Linked DNA regions of Sus scrofa: region 2 is linked to region 1. A link is a contact called in public HiChIP or PLAC-seq data. All regions are on one chromosome and are shown on one strand. The core of a region is the stretch at or near the end of the contact, and the rest is flanking DNA. Distances in the headings are between cores, read along the strand shown. Region 1 overlaps LPP (lipoma-preferred partner). Region 2 overlaps LPP (lipoma-preferred partner).

Region 1 (3,082 bases), core at 52-2,551:
ATTATTTATTAGTAACCTAGCAAAATCAAAATAGAAATTTACATTTAGAAAATAAAATGGGAAAAAAATCTTTATGAAGAAGCAACAAAAACAAAATACCTAGGTAAACCTTTAAAAGGGTAAATGATCTAAGTGAAGAATGCTATAAAATTTTACAGGGATAATTAACTCAGGAGCAAAATGATTGGAGGATTGAATATGCTTTGGAAAGCACCTCTCACTTTAACAGGCATTTATATCATCACCCTGTAATTATACAACAGCTCAACTTTCAGTGGGAGAATAGTTACTGCACTGTCCTTTGCTGATGGATTTTATTTAGCCTTTTCCCCTATAGAGCCCCTAGCCCTTTGCTGATTTTCATTACTGCCCACCACATCCCTGCAGGCTATACGGCCCTCCCTGGAAAGGGTAGTAAGGCTCCCACCTGGAAGAAGATGGCCCAGAATAATAGAGACCTAGCCAGACATACCTTTTGCCACAGTCTGCTATCCCAAACTCTACTTTTTTCTCTTGTCATAGAGATAGAATGCTTTTTAAGAGCCAGGAGGAACCTTAGAAATTCAATAACGTCATTTTATAGCTGAGAAAACCTAAAGCCTGAGAAAGCTGACTGATTTGCCTGAGGTTATATGGTTTATTAATGTCAGAGGCAGGAATAGAAACCATGAGCCTTGATGATGCCTTCAAAGAACTGCTTTCTTTGGGACTGACATGAGAGGTTTAACCATATGTGACTACAGGGCCCAGAGTAACATCCCTAGAAAATACTGGATTGCATAAATTTTGGTTGGAGAGTTTAGACATAAGACAGAAGTTGCTTCAGCCCTAACCAGAATGGAGAGTCTCAGATTTCCAGGTTACATGCCTCTGAAACTTTATGCTAGAACTTTCCCACTGCCCTAGTTTGTTTATTTTTAAATCAAGCATGAACTCACCACTTGGTGTTTGCCAGAGTTTGGATGAATGTCAGCATCAGGCCGCTGTAATAATGGTTTAAGATTATTTAATCCTATTACTTATACACTTCATTAGGCTGAGTGAATTGTTGGCAGTGGTTCAGTAAACTTCCTACTTTAGAGATAGATAAAAGGTTGGAAAGAAAATGGGGAAGGAGTCTGTTCCTTGTTTTCTTTCATATTTATCCTATATCTCCTAAAGGATGAAGGAATGATAATTACTCAGTACAGTGCAAAATCTGTATTAGTAGGGTCTTTTTAACTGGACTGTACCCTCAGAACCGAAAAATGAATACATTTTCGATTAGAATTAAAGATTTGGGCAGAGGAGATAGAGGGAGGAAAGGAGAGAGAGAGAGAGAGAGTGTGTGTGTGTGTGTGTGTGTGTGAGAGAGAGAGAGAGAGAGAGAGATTATGCTTTCAAACTGATCTTAAAAATAAACCAGAAAATAAGTTGGAAGAGTCCTAAGTAAGATATTCAATCTTTCATTTAGGGGGCCTGAGATGAGGCAGCAAATATTTTTAGAGAAAGAATATGGAATTTAACTTCAGACACTAGTCTGCATTCACTTCATTTCTTTTAGCTTAAATTTCCTCACAAATAGAATGAAAATGGTATTTCTTACCCCAGTGGCTAAGTGAGGGTTCAGAGAGGCTGATGGGGCTGAATAAAACTCAAAGTGTGGAGGCTCTGAGCAGTAAATAACTGCATAGACTGAGGCTCAGGAACATATGTACAGAACCTGCAGAAGAGAAGTTTGTGTAGCTTGAATCCCCAAAGGACAGTTATTCTTCCATGTTTCAGTCTCCAGAATGTTATCTGCACACTGCTGGTTTGAGAGCTTGAAGAGTCTGAGGACCAGTCACCAGTCATGAGCCTCAGGGAGCTTGGTTTTCCCAAAATGTGCCAGAGGCCACCTGCTTTGGAATCACCCTGAAGTCCTCATTAAAAACAAAATTCTGGACTACTCCCCAGAATTCCTGCACAAGAAGCCAGGAAGTTAGCATTGTTTATAAGGCTCTTGGAGAAGGTTCCTTTGCACACCCAGATTTGAGATCTATGTGCCTAGACCTCCAGCCCAGCTCGTGTAAGAAGCAGTCCTGAAACACTTCACTTTTACCCCACACGCCTCTCCTCCACATTCCTTTTACAATACTGGGCCAAACTGGACACTTCTCCCAGACATTGCTATCTTAGCCTTCTCTCTCTGTGCCCAGCCTGCTGTCTGCCTTGTACCTTTCTCCATCTCCACCATTTGAAAATCTATCTCATCCAACCTTAAAAAAGCTTTCCTGGAACTTCCCTAAATAGATGGGGCCTTTTCTGAACATGCAAGGCTTTTATTTCTCCCTCTCTCATAGGTTTTAACCTTCTACAATTGGTGTTATAGCCATTTGAGATTTTTGGCATATTCCCTTATGAATTTGAAACCATTATTGGGGTGGGGGTTATCACATTTTATTCTTTTTTTCTTTCCCTTAGTTCTTGTCCCAACGGGTGTGCCTCTGGTTGCTTTGATATTTATTTGGGGCGGGTGGCTGGAGGGGAATTGGGTTTCCATTTAGATCCCAGTGTCTCCTAAGAGAGTCTTTGACTCTTTGTCCTTTGCTGTACCTTGGATTTGGGACTCTATGTGTGTATAAGAAGCAGAGAAGAGAACTTGGCTTGGGGAGCCTGTCAGCAGTCATTGCTGAAATGTAAATGTAAAAAATTGAAAAGAAGGATGTGAGAGTGAAGCCAGCTGTCTTGCTTCCAGCTGTAGAATTATCATAAGAGCTGTTGCACTCAAGGGCAAATGCACAGGCCCAACTTGTAGATGAAAATTGCTGGGGAGTTTGGGTGGAAATTCTCTGATATTCTGATGACTTTGAATGGGGACATGGTAATTCCTTCCCCTAGTCAGGCTTACTTAAAAAAAATAAAAAAAAAAAAAGAACTTACTTCCTGGATCTCTCTTTTGCTCACCTCCCTGCAGAATCAGAGGATGCCAGGCAAGGCTGGCATCATCTTTATTGCAAGGCAAGAAGGCAAGTGCTCTTTTTGAGTGTTTCATAGTAACAAGCATCTGATATACTGTCAGGTCTTAAAAATATTTTTTTTTAACTTGAAGATTATTTAATAA
Region 2 (3,122 bases), core at 81-2,580, 180 kb before region 1:
GCCACAGCAACGTGGGATCTGAGCTGCGTCTGCAACAGCTCACGCTACAAAGCTGGATCCTTAACCCACTGAGCAAGGCCAGGGATCAAACCCGCAACCTCATGGTTCCTAGTCGGATTCGTTAACCACTGAACCACGACAGGAACTCCTTGTCACTGATACTTTTAAGAAGACTGTCTGTATTTTGCAAAACACTGTGCCAATTTCCCTTCACTTCTTAGGTTATAAACTCAATCCTGTTACCTAAATAGATGACCAGAGAAACTGAGGAGGGAGCTACTTTTTAACTGTGTACCTGCTCCGCAATTGAGTGACAAAGACAGGCGTGAGAGAAACCTTTGCTTCCACATCAACTCCTCCATTGCCTCACCCTTTTTAGGCCACACCAAGGACCAGAAATGAATCTACCCCATGTGGTCAATGCAGGATTTATCCGGGCATTTGCTGAACCTGCTCACGATTTATTTTTATTCCTTCCGATAGACGTGGATTTGGCACAGGAGAGGGAATTCTTTTCTGGAACAGCAGATGTGCCTGGTACACTCATTTGCTATAACCATTTGTGCTGTGGTTGAAAAAAAAAATTGTTTTAAGAGTGCAGAATTGTTGAAGGGGGAGGGTTAAAAAACCAGAACCATTTTAGCGATTATGCAAAGTTAGAATGTGAGTAATTTTGCTGCAGTTAGTCATTATGTGCTTTCATAGCTTGTTTTACAAGGATAAAGGGATATGTACAGGTTTGGTGAATAGAGCTCTTATTTGTGCCTAATAGTCGCTTTTTATGAAAACATTTTCCACCCTTTCTCCCACTCTGTGGCAAAAGTGCTCTCTCCTTAGAAATTATACCCTTCTGTGATTCAGCCTTTTTATCTATCTACAATAAATGGACAAACAGCATCCATTTATGAGAACAAATATGTTAGGAGAAGAGAAACTTCATCTTCCCATACAGTATATAATGTGGATGATGTATTTGAATCATAATAATATAGTGATCATTTAAAAATGAGCATGTTTTCTGCAAAAAAAGGGAAAAAAAACTGAGCAAACATCTAGTGGCTGTGCCATGAGCTTGATGTGCTGTAAATATGGTGTGGTTTCAGCATTTTATTGGAGATATTTGATAGGTCTTAGCAAATTTTTTTCACCATATTCTCTAAAGACTGTAACTCACCACCTATTCCTTTTTTGCTTTGCTTTCGGTCACCCAAATTTCTTTGGACATATGTGAACGCAGGTCTGTTTGTTTCCACTGATGCAAATATAGCCACTTGCTCACACTGGTGGCTTGTCTCACTGAATTCCACTACTATTTTGGAAACTCCTGTATGAAAACACAGCAACCCAACCAATCCCCATTGAGCCTCGTGGGTGATTTCTACTCAGTGCTGCCCAGTGTCTATACACCGAGGTTCACTTTTGTTAAAAAACAAAACTGAATTTGTTGCCGTTTTATAGGCTTGTTACTAAGTCTGGACATTTTGGTGTGATGGCAGGAATGCTGGCATTAAGGTTCCAACAGTGGTCTTGGAAAGGTGGATTCTAATTCTGACCCGTCAAGGCCTTATCACCTTTGACAAATCTTTCCTGTGCCTAGTTTCCTTGAGGAAAAGGTAGAAATTTATGACTTTCAAATTCCTACAAGTTCTAATGCTCTGTGATTCTGTAAAGAATATTGTGTATTTTAATGATGCACAATTAAGTCACTTTTATTTCTTGCTCAAAAATTCCATCTGCCCCAGATTACTCTTTTCAGACTGTGTCTCAAAGACTGCCACATTTTAACTTCCACCCCATCAGCAAGTGTAAGACTTGGGGGTTTCCTGAGAAAAGGGATCTCACCCTTCTATCTTTTTGTCTTTTAATGACCTCTGAATAGCAGTAATAGACTGTAATGATTGGTTCTATTATGGTAGTTGTGTATAACCGAAGGCTCTGAACAAGGCTCACCACATCTCCTGTTACCTACAGCTAAGAAACCTAAAATGTGTAAAAACAGAATTTATTTTTTAAATTAGTTTAAGTTACGAGTCTGCTATCATACTTAAATACTTCATGGATAAATAACTGATGGTTTGGCTTCACAAAACTGGTGGGAAAAGAATAACGTGGGATGGTTATTGTTTAGCCAACTACTGCCATTTTGTTTTGTTTTATTATATGTCTCTCTCATAGACTCTACCAATAATACATTATTGAAATAATCTTATTCATTAAATAAATACATATGGGTGTATGTTTGCTAGACACTAAGCCTACCATGTTGAGTGAGAAAGACAAAGTCTCCGTCCATATGAAGCTTGGAGCAGAAGAGAATACTAAAGGAGGAATTGCAAAACAGTGGACAGTGGTTTTAAGTGCAGTCTGTTAAAGGAATATCAGTGATAGACACTTTACCTAGACTTAGAGACTTGGGAACGGCTTTCCAGAATGTCATTCACTGGAAATCTGAAGGATTAATTCTAGTTAGAAGTTGGGAGGAGGGGACAGGTTGGAAAACATTCAAATCAGGTAACTGCAGGATAGCTGGAGCATCATATTCCAGGGGATGGGATAGAAAAGAGGAGACTGGAAAGCAAAGCAATGGCTCTATCAGGAAGAAAAACTGAACCTCGTTCTAAGAGCACTGGAAAGCTTTGAAAGATTTAATAAAAGAAGATATATATATATATTGTAAACTGGGGCATCGGTAGAACTAGGGCATCAATATGTTGATAGTGAGAACTGGAAAGATTGAAAGAAATTGGGAGATAGAATCAACACCCTTCTCAATACAGAGGGGAGGAAAAATAGCATGGCCATATTTATAACATTCAATCACATCGCTCTTAGTCTTTGAAATACCTACTGACCTTAAAATGTTACTGATTTACAAGTTTTATTGTAGTATATGTGTGCACTCATTTTACTTTTTGTTATAGACTATTATTTTGAACACCTAATCCCTCGCTTACTTGATGAATAACATTCCATCAGAGCCATGCACCATTTTCCTCATCCATCCTCTAAAATTTTATTTTAAAATATATTATAGGCATAAGTTGTGGGCATTTTAATGGTTCTTCACTGCCAGTTTACCCAGCAAAGGAATTATTCCAACTTGCAGTGCTACCAGTCCTGGA

What was found. HiChIP or PLAC-seq counts read pairs in DNA pulled down with a chosen protein or histone mark.
Region 2: an H3K27ac HiChIP or PLAC-seq map of skeletal muscle shows a contact between it and region 1. The contact joins two enhancer-like sites. A contact is called at or near these places in 1 of 47 Hi-C or Micro-C datasets (epiblast stem cells) and 2 of 2 datasets of contacts at active chromatin or transcription factors (alveolar macrophages and skeletal muscle).

What each region holds. Positions count from the first base shown.
Region 1 is chr13:126,367,385-126,370,466 of Sscrofa11.1, forward strand. All of the region lies in intron 8 of LPP (lipoma-preferred partner), which reads left to right. Among named protein-coding and RNA genes, the nearest start is that of MIR28, 87 kb to the left of the region's middle. Within about 2 kb of position 1,302, at least 7 of the 83 cell types and tissues checked have an H3K27ac peak or open chromatin away from gene starts, as enhancers often do. A contact at or near this core is called in skeletal muscle, where this site is marked.
Region 2 is chr13:126,188,346-126,191,467 of Sscrofa11.1, forward strand. The region is part of intron 5 of LPP (lipoma-preferred partner); the gene reads left to right. Among named protein-coding and RNA genes, the nearest start is that of MIR28, 92 kb to the right of the region's middle. Within about 2 kb of position 1,331, at least 2 of the 83 cell types and tissues checked have an H3K27ac peak or open chromatin away from gene starts, as enhancers often do. A contact at or near this core is called in skeletal muscle, where this site is marked.